2 separate regions of the Gossypium hirsutum genome follow, and region 2 is linked to region 1. Evidence: chromatin contacts called from public Hi-C data. All regions are on one chromosome and are shown on one strand. Each heading gives the region's core, a stretch centred on a gene start, on an enhancer-like site or on the middle of the called end of the contact. The rest is flanking DNA. Distances are from core to core; before and after follow the strand shown. Region 1 holds the start of LOC107886118 (dnaJ homolog subfamily B member 4). Region 2 holds the start of LOC107886121 (ATPase 11, plasma membrane-type).

Region 1 (6,353 bases), core at 3,559-6,058:
AATTAGAAGATACTTCAAGTCTAATGTTGATTGAAGTTTTAATATATATATATATATATATATATAACATGTTTAATCTTAAAAACACGAATGGAAGACGGTTCATTTAAATTAAATACGATTGCAACAGATTTCAAAATACATTTGTAAATCTATACATTAGCTAAACCATGTCATTTCCCTATCCAGACAAAGGGCTCCATTTGGACCCAACTCATCATATCTTTACCCATGTTTTAACACCAAATTTGTCAACCCAATTATGACCTGCTCGCCTGTCCTATTTCGTTGTCATAAAAAATTCTGCTTTCCAAAGCAATGAGACTTTTAAGACTAGTAGTTTACCTTCTGCTCTCCAACCCAATGTCCATAAGACTACGACTTCTTATCTTAACAAATATATTTATTTATTTATATTATGGAAGTTTATGTATTATGAGTTAAATTGTATTTAATTCTTTTACTCAAGAAATAAACAAATTAATCTTTGTATTAAATTAAAGAGTAAAATAACTTTTTATGTTAAATATTCCATCTATTTATACGATTAAAAATTATTGGTATGACTAATGGAATAGCCAGATAATGTGACATGCCATGTATATCTCATGCTAACGTACACAGACTAATTTTTAACAATAAAAATAGATATAATTTTTATTAGATAAACTAATTTATTGTTTGATCTAACATATATGAACTAATTTGTCCATTTTTTTAATAGATGAGGCAAAATGCAACTCAATTCTTACTACATGGACCTCTATGATACTTTTATTTGGAGCTAAGTGACCTAATAGATGCATCATATACCAGACAATATGCAACCAATCTTTACCCATGCGCATTATCAGACTTTAAGATTGCACATCTCCAATAAGTTACATTGCTTATGACTTCAATTTTCATGTTCATGCATGCATTTCTAGGGCTAACACTAGCAGCTATTGACAAGCAACAATATTTTGATGAATCTAATCAAGGCAAGACAAGATTACATTTCCAAACGATATTTTATGATTCAAAAGGATCATAACATAATTCCCAAAGAACAAAAATCAAGAGAATCACCAATCAATTGTTTCCTTTAAGCAAAGCCAAAAATCCAAAGGCATATCACATTTCTATATATTCCATTTAGTTTGTGAGCGAAAAACCCACACACAAAAAATATATAAATTATAGATAAAGCTCCGGTCTAATTACCTATTTAGCCCCAAATGAACCCTATCCTTCCAGTTAGAATGAAACCTATTCCCACTTGATCTCCAAATGGTTGATTAAAATGGATAGCCAATTCTCAGCTCCTCCAAACCAAAAGGAAGAAAAATGGGAAACCCAAAAACTTCCAAATCTTCAATCTTACGACTGTAAACACACTATTTACATGCAACCAAAAGTCCAAGACCTACTAATATTTAAAATGTTACGAAACACTGGCCAAAACTCTCCTTAGCTCAGATTTCTGTTCTGTGGTTAGCCTTGATGGGTACTTGACATCTAACTTGATCCTCAAATTACCCTTCCTCCCAGCTTCTTTCGAGATAGGCATTCCTTCATTTGGAACCACAATCTCGGCACCAGGCTTGACGATCTCAGTTAGTGGTATCATGAGACTCCTCCCATCCAAGGTAGTTAGGTCAAGAGTCCTACCTGTGAGGGCCTCTAGCAGAGTAATCTCTTGATTGACGACCAAATCGTTACCATCCCTCTTATAAGTAGCATGTGGCTTCTCCTCTATCACAAAAATCACATCAGCAGGAATTACACCGGGCTCCTCATTACCCTTCTCAGGGAATGTGATCTTTGTGCCCCTCTTCCAACCAGGTTTTATTTCAATGGTCAATATCTCCTCCAGAGTCCTAAACTTACTGCACGAAAGTAGCCTAGCTGTCAGGTCAAAGTAACAGAGAGAAGGAATCATGAAAATAACACCACAAAGACCATTAACAAAATTGAATAGAAACCAACTAATGCAATGCCAGACTTAGCATCATCTATCAAACATGAGAATGCTACAAAAAGTTCATGATTGTTTTTCTGTTCTACTTCTCTAGATGATTTTTAAAATCACATAGATAGCCACAAATAACAGATATGTTCTAATGGCATACACTAAAAGAGGAGCTACTGTTTCCCTGCAAATGTTGGTGTAGTAGGCCACAAAGGAATATCAAGGATATGAATATCACTTAGGTCCGTAGTGAAAAAGGAAAGATAGGTACTAGACATTTCTCATAGGCATAAACCATGCATCCACCTAAAGAGGAAAAGTAAAACTAAAGACAAAGCTCTTACTCATCTTAATTATAATGTTGATCTAATGCAACATTTTTGGGCTTTATATTCTCTTTTCCATTTTTTTTTCCTCAACTGTTACAGCTTAAGTTGTTATGTGCTATACAGAAGCATCGAATCTACAATAATACTGATCCTAATCAACCTCTACGATATGTGGAAGGGCGTTAGTTAAAATGACCAAATTACAACTCACTGGAATGGAGTTTAATGTCCAAGTTGGGAAAATGTTTTCTTGCTCAAAGCCCAAGATTTCAGAAGGGAATACACAAGAGACAGTAGCCTGTCGGCAACATGACCAGATATTGTCTCAATGTAAGTAGATAATCACATTTTTTGTGGAGCTTCTGAGAAGGAAAAGACCTGGAGGTGGAGGAGTTACTCATATTTGGTTCATAACTCATAAGAGCGAGGAGTATCTTAGCATCATTTGGCACTTTAGAAAATTAGATTTGCAGTAACATTTAGTCCTTACATTTGGAAAGATTACTTCAGGAGTAAACACAGTCATCTTTGACTTGGGTAATCTTGTTTTAAAACTTAACCATACATCCAAAACAAATAAAAGGATCCCACCTCAAAACAACTACAAAATCCAAGACAGAAACCATTATTTATGCCAACCCAGAAGAACAATATGACATGTTAGCAAGATCCATAAACAGAATTCCCCACTGGGGGTGATGCCTTTAAAGATGGAATGATACAGGGTGTATAAACCAATTCTTATCCCAGAATATTCTCCTGCCAAAAAATGAAACAGAATTATCCAACTCCCAGAATCTTTACTTCAGAGAACAAAATGTCCTTACTAATGCGTCTTACAGTCTAGAAGAGATAAGTACCTTACAGAAATTTTAAGTGAGATTATTGAGGAGATTTAGGTGACTCAAAATCACTAGATTCCCTCACAAAGCATCTTCAAAGCTGTGATGTTCAAATAGTTGATCACCCTTAACAGGAATTCACTTATTCTGTACGGTAGGAGGGTAGCAATGTTTGAACATATGATCTCTAACCAACCTGAAATACCTGACTAGGGAATGCTAACAGAATCAACAGTCTCTGCTTGCCTATTGCTAATCTCACATTCCACAAAATTATGGTTTGGTACTTCTTATGATCATCAAGAAAACAGAAGATGACCTTTCCTTCCTCGAGTCAACCATTTAAGTAAAAGTGAAAGTGCTTCAGTTGACCGGTATTCATAGCAAACAACTCGAAATACTTTCTGACCATAGGTAAAACCAAAAAGAACAAGAAATTTAATCCAAAGAAAAAACAATCATGTAGAACAATCCATCCTATTCAAATTGCGAACTACTAGTTGGAGGAAAAGTATCTTAATTACTCACACCACTAGCATTGGATGCCAAATAGAATGTAGCTCAAACTCAACAGTCAACTCTAGTAAGAATATATCATTTGCATCTTTATAAGAAGCAATTAAAAATATAGCATTGCCTGCCATCAAGCAACAAAAGGGTTCTTTGTACTCCAACAAACATTTCACTATCAAACAAACAAAGTTCTCGTCTTTTCAATGGCATAAATCCCAATAAAAAATAATAATATCAAAAGACAAAAATCAATTTATCCATCATTAAAGTTAAAAGACTTATAAATTAAAAAAAAGAAAAAAAGAAGAAGCTTAGCTTACCCTGAGACAGAAGGGTCAAAAACATTCCTCGCAATCCTCATTTTCTTCTTGGCACCTTTATAAAGCTCTTCCAAGCTACAATGCAACACATTTTCCACGGCAGCGGCTTTCCTCAATTCTCCATTACTAGTAGTGGTACTAGTCCCGTAACCATTACTATTCCTAAAATGCGCTTCTCTAAACCCTCTATTTCCTCTTCCACCATTGGCCTCCGCCCCAAACAGCTCCTCGTATATATCATCTGCATCCCTCGGCTTAAACCTGAAAGAATCCGTATTAGGTTGCTGCTGCCTCTGATTATTATTACTATTGTTATAGTAATGGCCAGCTCCGCGGGGATAAGACGCCGACGTGGAAGCGTGAGATTGGTTAGGAGGCGGGAATTGTCCGGATTTGAGAGCCTCCTCACCGTAAAGATCGTAGATCTGTCGTTTCTTCGGATCTGATAGAACATCGTAAGCTTCGGAGAGAAGCTTGAATTTGGCTTCGGCTTCGGGTCTTTTGTAGGAAGGGTTCTTGTCGGGGTGCCAAATCATGGCCAGCCTCCTGTAAGCCTTTTTGAGATCCTCTTCGTTGGCGTGGCGATTCACTTTCAGAATATTGTAATAATCGACGCCCATGATTCTGTGTTTTTTTTTTCTTTCTTCTGTTTGTTTGGCTAGAAAGAAAATATTGAGGAAGAAACGGAGAATGTGAAACTGAATTATGGAAGGGAAGGCTGTGAAGGGAAAAGAAGATCTGACGGTTAAAAAATAAAAAGAAAAAATGAATCTTTTCGTAATATATAATAATACAAGATGATATCTTCAAAAAGGTATGGGGCCTATACGAATAACGTGCTGCTAACTACGTTTCTAAGATATGGCAAACAATTGATATATTTAGATGCAAAAGTTTAAACGGATTCGATTTTTTTTTTAAATATTAGTAATTTGATTGGTATTTATATTATTCCTAAGATAGGAATATGTGAATTTAAGTATATAGAAATACATTATCTTTTTATTTATGTGGTGGGAGGAGCTATAAGTAATTTAGACATTGTGTCTAAAAAATACATATAATTAAAAATTGCTCAAAAATATTAAAATCTTAAATTTTATAAATTTTTAAAAATATATATAACTTGACATTTTGTAAATGTTGGAGGTTAACTTTATTGAATTTTTTGGAGTTTGAATTAAAATCACAAATTTTATATAAAATAATGAGGTGTAGTGTGGTGGTTGTTTATTTCATCTCATAATCACAAGATTAGAGGTTTAAGGTTTGATCCTTACTCATGGGAATGAAGTATATTTTATGACCAACCATTTTTAAAAATTATAATTTGACATTTTGTAAATGTTGGAGGTTAACTTTATTGATTTTTTTAGAGTTTGAATCAAAATCACCAATTTTATACATAACGATGAGGCGTGGTGTGGTGGTTGTTTACTTCATCCCATAATCACAAGCTTGGAGTTTCAAGGTTTGATCCTTACTCATGGGAATGAAGTATATTTTATGACAAACCATAAACCTTCAGTAATCGAAATCAATTTTTATTATAATACTTTATTTTACTCATTGATTATCTCACGTTTAACTAATATTAAATGGAATTACGTGATCGGATCGTAATACAGAAATACAATTTATATTAATAGATAATCTAAATATATTCTTAGTCTAATCAAAATTGAACAAATCAATTGAAAGATTAATATGTTGCCTGCCAAGTCCAATTGGGAGATATCTTATCTTAGGTATTGAAGCAGATGTCTCTTGAAAAATAGAGACATATATATGACTGACTGGAATAAAGTACATTATACATCTAAATACATTCTTAGTCTAATCAAAATTGAGCAAATCGAATAAAAGACTAATATGTTGTCTATCAAGTCCAATTGGAAGATATCTTAACTTAGGTATAGAAGCAGATGTCTCTTGAAAAATAGAGACATAGATATGACTGACTATAATAAAGTACATTATACATGACTCAAGTAGAATAGATCCTAGATCCATTTACGAATTTATTCGCTTATAACGTTCATAGTGTGATATACCTTAATCCTAAGTGGGTGATAGACTATGTATGTGTGACTCGTATACTTTGATGTAAATCAAAAATTGAGTTCAAATAGATAATGAACCAAAAGTTGGTACGTTGAGTACAAGATTTCTACATGATGTAGCATTATTCCACAACAATGGAATTCATGGCTCGATAAAGTGTAAATGATATCCTCTCATTGACATTACATGGCGGATGAAAAATAATGTGGCCACGAGTCATTTGACTTAGAGATAAATGGTTTAATTATTATTTGTTAATAATTGAGTTTTTGTTGAGGAAGATGTAATGGTTACCATGAGATAAAATAGGATCATATTGGGAGAATGAACT
Region 2 (6,962 bases), core at 3,983-6,482, 130 kb before region 1:
TAGAAGATAATATTATAAAGCCAGATCACACCAGCCCAACCCCATCCGATCCCTTCAATTGCAGCAAAGCTCCAATTGGCATACACAGCAATAAGAGTAGCAATCTATTCATTGACAAAAGGAATGATGAATTTTTGCCAGCATTAACAAGAAACATCATAGTATTTTCAAACAATTGACTCACCAACTGAGCTATGACAAAGGCCGCCAATAGTAGTAAACCCGGACGCTCAACAAAGGACCAACTTCTAGATCGAGTTACAAATATTAGGGCCTGACTTATAATGCTCACTTGCAAATATACAGCTGAGGCAAGCTTTTTGATGTCATCATGAGCTGTTTTCTCAAGAGTTGCCACCCCAAATACACGCTGCCAAGTTGAAACAATTGATCAAATATACTGAAGTGCAAGTTGAAAGAATCGCACTAAGTCTAGATTATCTGATACAAACATATTATAACTACATTTGCTAAGTCTAGTTCTCCAGCAAGCAAACGGAAAAAAATTAAGAAATAAAACAAATCCCAAAAATCAGCCATCAAATATCGACACTCTAGTATGAAGTGCTAAACCTCCTATGCTTGGAAACACAAACAACAACGGTCAAGGTTGCCAAGTTAATAACATAAACAATAAAACGGGGAGTTTAAACTAACATATAAATCTTCCAACCCTTAAGACAGGTCTCATACCGGGAAAAAGTTGGTCTTGTATGCAGCCCAAAAGAATATAACCGTCATTACTGCCAAGTAACTACCAAGAACAATTCCAGTAGTGAAAATTTCCGCCAGCTTCCAGCTATCTGGTAGAGGTGATGGTTTGACCCTATCTTTGGATATCGTCATAATGGTACCTAAAATTTGATGAAACTATTCAGTTGACAACAGTAGTCACGGTAAACTCATACCAGCAGCAACAGCAACCGACATTAACATTTGTGAAAAAAAAAAGTTCAATAGACCCAAGGGAGCACAAATGGCCAAATGGAGGAATCAATACATGTTCCTAGGAGAGCTAAGATGAAAAGTTGATGCTTTGTTAAGTTTTAAACTTGTCAAGGTGTTTTACATATCCAGTAAGATTTGGTACACAAAAGAGAAAAAAAAAGTTTTGGTTGGAATGGAGAACAAACCATCATTGAGGATAGCAATAATAAGCACCATGAATGGTGGAAAGTCGAATTTCCAGATGAGGGCCAACAGCATGAATCCCAACTGTGATAAAAGGTAAGCATAATAAATTTAGAGATTTGATAATATCCATCTCAACATCCTAAAGCTCAAAGAGACAAACAAGGGATGGGAGAGGCGAAACAGTTAGAAGAAAAAAAGCTTCCACTTACCACAATACGGATCGTGATGGAAACTGCATAAATCTGCCCACAAAAAAGACAAAAATAAGCACACTCAGAAGAAGTAACCACATCCTGCCAATAAAGGAATGGCAGACTACAGAAAAAATTTATTCTCAACAGCATTTCCAAAATCGAACCGAGTAAATGAACCACACATCAGAGTCACTGAGAGCATACAGTGTAATTTTTCATCCTTTGGAAAATGGCACGACTGGTCAAGACAGCACTGATGATGACACTAAGTCCAGGTTCAGTAAGGACAATGTCAGAAGCACTACGTGCTGCATCAGTTGCATCAGCCACAGCTATCCCGATGTCAGCTTTCTTAAGAGCAGGAGCATCATTAACTCCATCGCCAGTCATGCCACAGATATGTTTCCTGGCTTGCAAGCGTTTCACAATTTCGTATTTGTGCTCTGCAGCAACACAATTCAGTGAAAATTGAAGAAACCAAAAGAAAACCAAAAACAAGACAATTTATGATGTAATCAAACAAAAATCTAATCTCAAACGATAATTACCAGGGAAAACACCAGCAAAGCCATCCGCTTTCTCAATTAGTTCATCAACTGGCAAAGCAGCTATAGATTCATCCTTGTCCTGTCCTAACAAAGCAGACGAAGGATACATGTTGGTTCCCATGCCCAAACGGCGCCCAGTCTCCTTTCCAATTGCCAGTTGATCTCCTGAGAGAAGTTTGCCATTCATAAACTGGAATTAATACAATGCCAACATACTTGAAAACTATATATAATAGTATCACATCCAAGGAATCAACGCTTCATTGCACGAAATCAAAGTCCATCCCACCATCCAAGATATATGACAAACTATATATGTCCTCAGAAGCTTTTTTCATTGCTCCGTTTCCTCTACCAGAAAAGTCAATAACCACATTCAGCTGCAAAAGAAACCCACCTGTAATCATTTTGACATTTACTCCAAGGTTCAAAGCTCTCCTAATTGTCTCGGCACTATCATGACGAGGGGGATCAAAGAGAGGCATGAGACCAATGAACTGCCATGGACCACCAGGACTCTCCTTTCTTCCGTCTGGAACTTCCTGCAGTTAATGAAAAAAGTGACACATTTTGGTTAGTTATGATTTGATTACAAAAGACAGAAAGATAAGACAGCAGATAGCAGTAGGCACATAATGCTAGAGTAATGAAAACAAACAACAAAAGTTACCTGGTATGCCACTGCAAGAGATCGTAAACCTCGTTCAGCAAACTTATCAATGACTGCATGAACTCTTCTCTCAATGTCTGTCTTATTGTGTGCAAGATGTAAGATCTAGAAAGCATTTCAAAAGCAAGGGTTTAGGGTGATATAAAAAAAATTAAAAAAAGAAAAAGAGGGATCAAATTCAGGAATAAAGGAGGGAAGAACAAGCTACCTGCTCAGGTGCACCTTTACTAACTCTGTGCATTTTGCCATCACTGTCAATATAGGTTAGAGCTGTTCTCTTATCAGTAGGATTGAATGGAAGGAAGTGTACTTCCCGAATGCCTGCACGTGCCTGTAAGAACCAAAAGAAGAAGATAAAAATACTCTGCAAGAAAATATAGTGGAAAAAATAATAAACCTGATAGGTAAGAACATCACGGGATTAGAACAATTACCTCCTTTGGATCAGCCAGCATACCAACAATTGCAGAATCTATAGCATCTTGGTTCTCTGTTCTAGAGGCTCGGGCCGCCATCAGAACTACAGTGTCTGCATCTACTCCTTTGGCAAACACCTGATACATCAACACAGACACAATTACAAACAATGAATTGCCTTCTGCGGAGAAAACATGCGGTTACAATCAGATAACATAGATAACCAGCAGACCTCAATAAGATTTTTGTCAACTGTAAGTTTGTTCAGTGTCAGTGTTCCAGTCTTATCACTACAAAGAACATCCATGCCCGCCATTTCCTCAATTGCAGTCATTCTCTTTGTGATTGCCCCCTGTAGCAATAATAAACAAAACTTCAATGGATACCAAATACCTTGCACCAAGGTCGATTAAAAATATTCAAACAAATCCAACCAACCTGCTGGGATAGCCTATGAGAACCGATAGCCATTGTAACTGACAAAACTGTAGGCATGGCAATCGGGATCCCACCAATGAGAAGGACAAGAAGATTGTCAATTCCAGGACGGTAATCCCGGTCTTGAATTGGATACATCACAATTATCTCTATTACCATCCCAACTGCAATAGAACATATGCAGAAGTTCCCTATTGCTGTCAAGACCTTCTGGAAATGACCAACTTGGTTAGTGGTATCAACAAGGTGAGCCGCCTTCCCGAAGAAAGTATGGACACCGGTGGCAATAACCACAGCTTCGATCTCTCCTTGTTTGCAAGTAGAACCAGAGTAAATCCCATCACCAGGTCCTTTAGTTACAGGAAGGGACTCTCCCGTTAGTGCAGACTGCAAATACCAAAATTGCAGTCAGTAAAAACAACTAAGATTTCAATAAATCAATATTAAGATGGTAAGCAAAGCAACAGTTATATTAAAACCTACCTGATCAATTTTAAGCGGATCACCCTCAAGTAATCGGGCATCAGCAGGAATAATATCACCTAGTTTGATACTTATTATGTCTCCGGGAACCAAAATAGCAGCATCTTGCTCGTTCCACCTTCCATCTCGAAGAACCTTTAATTAAGATTTCATTAACGATTAACAACGACAAAGAACTCGAAAAAAATCATAAGAAAACTGCAGCCTATAGCATAAAGCAGATACACAAAGCTCCTAACAAGAAACTCGAACAATACCTTTGCTTTAGGGGCAAGACGAGCCATTAATGCGGCGGCAGCATTACCAGCATTATTTTCCTCGATAAAACTGATGGTGGAGTTGATGACAAGCAGAGTTATGATACCAACAAAGTCTTGCCAATCTGGTGGCTTTCCCTGCAATAGATAGAAGATAAATCATCAATAAGAACCCTGAAACAAAAAGATCTTGGAACTAATTTTGATATAGGACTAATTAAAAGAAGCACTCACTCCTCCATTTGCAAGAGCAATGGCCATGATAGCAGCAGCTTCCATAACCCATGAGAGAGGATTCCACATAAAGCCCAAAAACTTCAAGAATTTGCTCTCCTGGATGGTAAAGAGGCCTAAATCAGAACTCAGAAAACAGAAGGCATAGAAAAGTTAAAGGAATTGTAAAGATAAAGACAGTACCTTTTTCTCTTCAAGCTTGTTGTGTCCAAAAATGGTCAGCCTTTCTTCAGCAGCCTCAGTAGTGAGACCTTCTCTGCTACATCTCAGATTCTCAAAAACTTCTTCAATGGGTATATTTTCCTGTTAAAAAAAAACAGACAATAATTCATAATATGAACCAAAAAGAAAAAAACACTAGTGAACATGAAACATATCATAATTTCTCAAGCAAAATCCATCAAAGTTTGGTCAGATCTATTTACCAAATCCACAGTTTCCTTCAATACAGCCTCCAAGACTTCATTTTTATCCCCCATTTTCTCTTGCTCTTAACTCAAGACTCCCAAAAAGATGAACTTTACCTCGCTGCAAAAAATAAGAAAAAGAAAAGAAGACATTACACAACTACCAAGAAGAGGAAAAAAGAAAAAGAAAAGTTGAAAGAAAAAAATGATACCCAGTTTTCAAAAGGCTTGATCTTGAATTTAGATTACTGTTGAGGAACCAAAATGAGAACAACCCAACAACTCCAAAACTACAACAAACCAGGAAAAAAGAAAAAGACCAAACAGAGAAGAAGAAGAACCGCTTAAAGAAGTAGTGGCGGTGTTGTTGTTGATAACTTTTTATACATGATTTTTATATACTATATCCAGTACTGCAGTAAGTAACAGTCCTATCATTTTCTATTAGTTGTTTTTCCTTTTTCTTTAGTTTTTTATTTTTTTATTTTTTACTTGAGAAAAAACATCCAAAGCCACTTGACTGTAAATTTATACTACCATAAATGAATTATATTATACTGTCTACTTTTTCTTTTCTAAATCAAGAAGGTTTTTACCTCAATATTATAAAAAAAAATTTATACACTAAAATAGAATGTCAGCGATTAATTACGAAAATGATATATTTTTTTAAGTCGTGTCTATTTGACAGGCATATTTGATTTTTTTAATATTAATTTTTTTATTTAAAAAATTATTATTATATATATATGTTGTGCCTACCTGACAGGCTCAACTAGTTTGACAGGCACGACTAGTTGTGCCTTCTTGGTAGGCACAATTGGTGGAGCCCATATGCTTAATTTTTCCCTATATATTCCCCGAAAATTAGATGAAGAATATACAAAAATTTAGCAGCAAAATAGAAGTAAGAAGAGAGTGAGAAGAAGGAAAGAAAGGAAAGTAAGAAGAATGATAAGGTATTTTAATTTATTTATTTTTAAATAGGATGTAGAATTTTGTTAGAAATTTTATTATTTAAAAGTTTGTTAGATTAATAATTTTGTTAGCTTCTGAATAAAAAATTTTGCATTAAAAATTTTATGTAACTTTTTTGCTATTCGAAACTATTTTGAGAATTTTGAAATTTTTTTAACAGATCTAGTATTGAATATGGAGAATCAGTTTTTCGTATGCGTTTATTTTGATGGAGAAATTTTGACAACAAGCATAGGATGTATATTTGAATGTCGCAAACAAGTAGCAATGAGATTCAATAGAAATATCTCTTTTGATGATATGAAGGAAAAAATTAGTGAAAAAATTTATAAACATTGTGAGAGAAGGATCTCGAAACTTTTCTACAAGTTTCCAGTTTCGACGGATCCCATAAAATTCACCGAAATGGAACTTGTAGACGATGAAGACGTGGAGACAATGGTCGCTCTTTATTGTGGGACTTGGAGCAACCAAAATGCACCGATTCAGTTATTTGCTGAGTTAGCTGGTGTGGAGGAAACTGAAGATGCAACTCTATTAGGTGAAGAAGATGGAGCTCAAGAACCGTGTATGGTGGTTCCGGTATCATACGTTAGTAGTCAATCAACTATACATGGGATTGACATTGATCTTAATGCTGCACCCGAGACTGCTGTGGTTGGTGATGATGTTTACCATAGTAGTGATCCTTCTGATCATGAAGTCGATAGTGAAAGTAATCCCGACGTGGATGAGGTCCCGGATGATATTGACGATGAAGGCGTGAATGAGGAAGTAAATGTTAATGCGTCTTCAGTCGGGAACCAGATTCGTCGTATTGTGATACATAATAATCCTGGGGTACACATGTCTCGGATAGACCCCGATGCGGCGCATGTAGCCGAGTTCCCAAAGTACCCTGAAATACAATCTGCTCATCGGATGGCAGTATATTCAGATCCTGAGGAGTTGTTCGTAGGCCAGAGATTCGAAAATAAGGAAGAGTGCGTATTTGCCATTAACCGGTATAGTATGAATATATCAGTAGACTATAAAGTCGTCGTGTCTAAACCGACATTATATATTGGAGAGTGTTGAAAGTCAGCGAAAGGCTGCAATTGGCAGATACGAGCTGCATTTATCCAAAAGTCGCAGATGTGGGAGATACGAAAATTTGTTAGGCCTCACACATGCACTTCATCACGTATGACAGAAGATCATCG

Evidence for each region. Hi-C and Micro-C count contacts between places; a contact is called where the count stands out from the background.
Region 2: a contact with region 1 is called in a Hi-C map of leaf, with 4 times the contacts expected there. The contact joins the promoter of LOC107886121 here to the promoter of LOC107886118 in region 1. A contact is called at or near these places in 16 of 34 Hi-C or Micro-C datasets (anther, callus, hypocotyl and 2 more).

The regions. Positions count from the first base shown.
Region 1 is chrA03:17,154,728-17,161,080 of Gossypium_hirsutum_v2.1, reverse strand. LOC107886118 (dnaJ homolog subfamily B member 4) reads right to left here and starts at 4,808. Exons shown (of 2, transcript XM_041096571.1): 1 at 3,959-4,808; 2 at 1,103-1,871. The coding sequence starts at 4,578. The coding sequence ends at 1,427.
Region 2 is chrA03:17,288,214-17,295,175 of Gossypium_hirsutum_v2.1, reverse strand. LOC107886121 (ATPase 11, plasma membrane-type) reads right to left here and starts at 5,232. Exons shown (of 21, transcript XM_016809957.2): 1 at 4,995-5,232; 2 at 4,801-4,903; 3 at 4,559-4,678; 4 at 4,376-4,474; 5 at 4,142-4,279; 6 at 3,885-4,019; 7 at 3,402-3,788; 8 at 3,196-3,315; 9 at 2,981-3,100; 10 at 2,755-2,877; 11 at 2,547-2,651; 12 at 2,274-2,418; 13 at 1,877-2,041; 14 at 1,533-1,771; 5 more. The coding sequence starts at 4,854.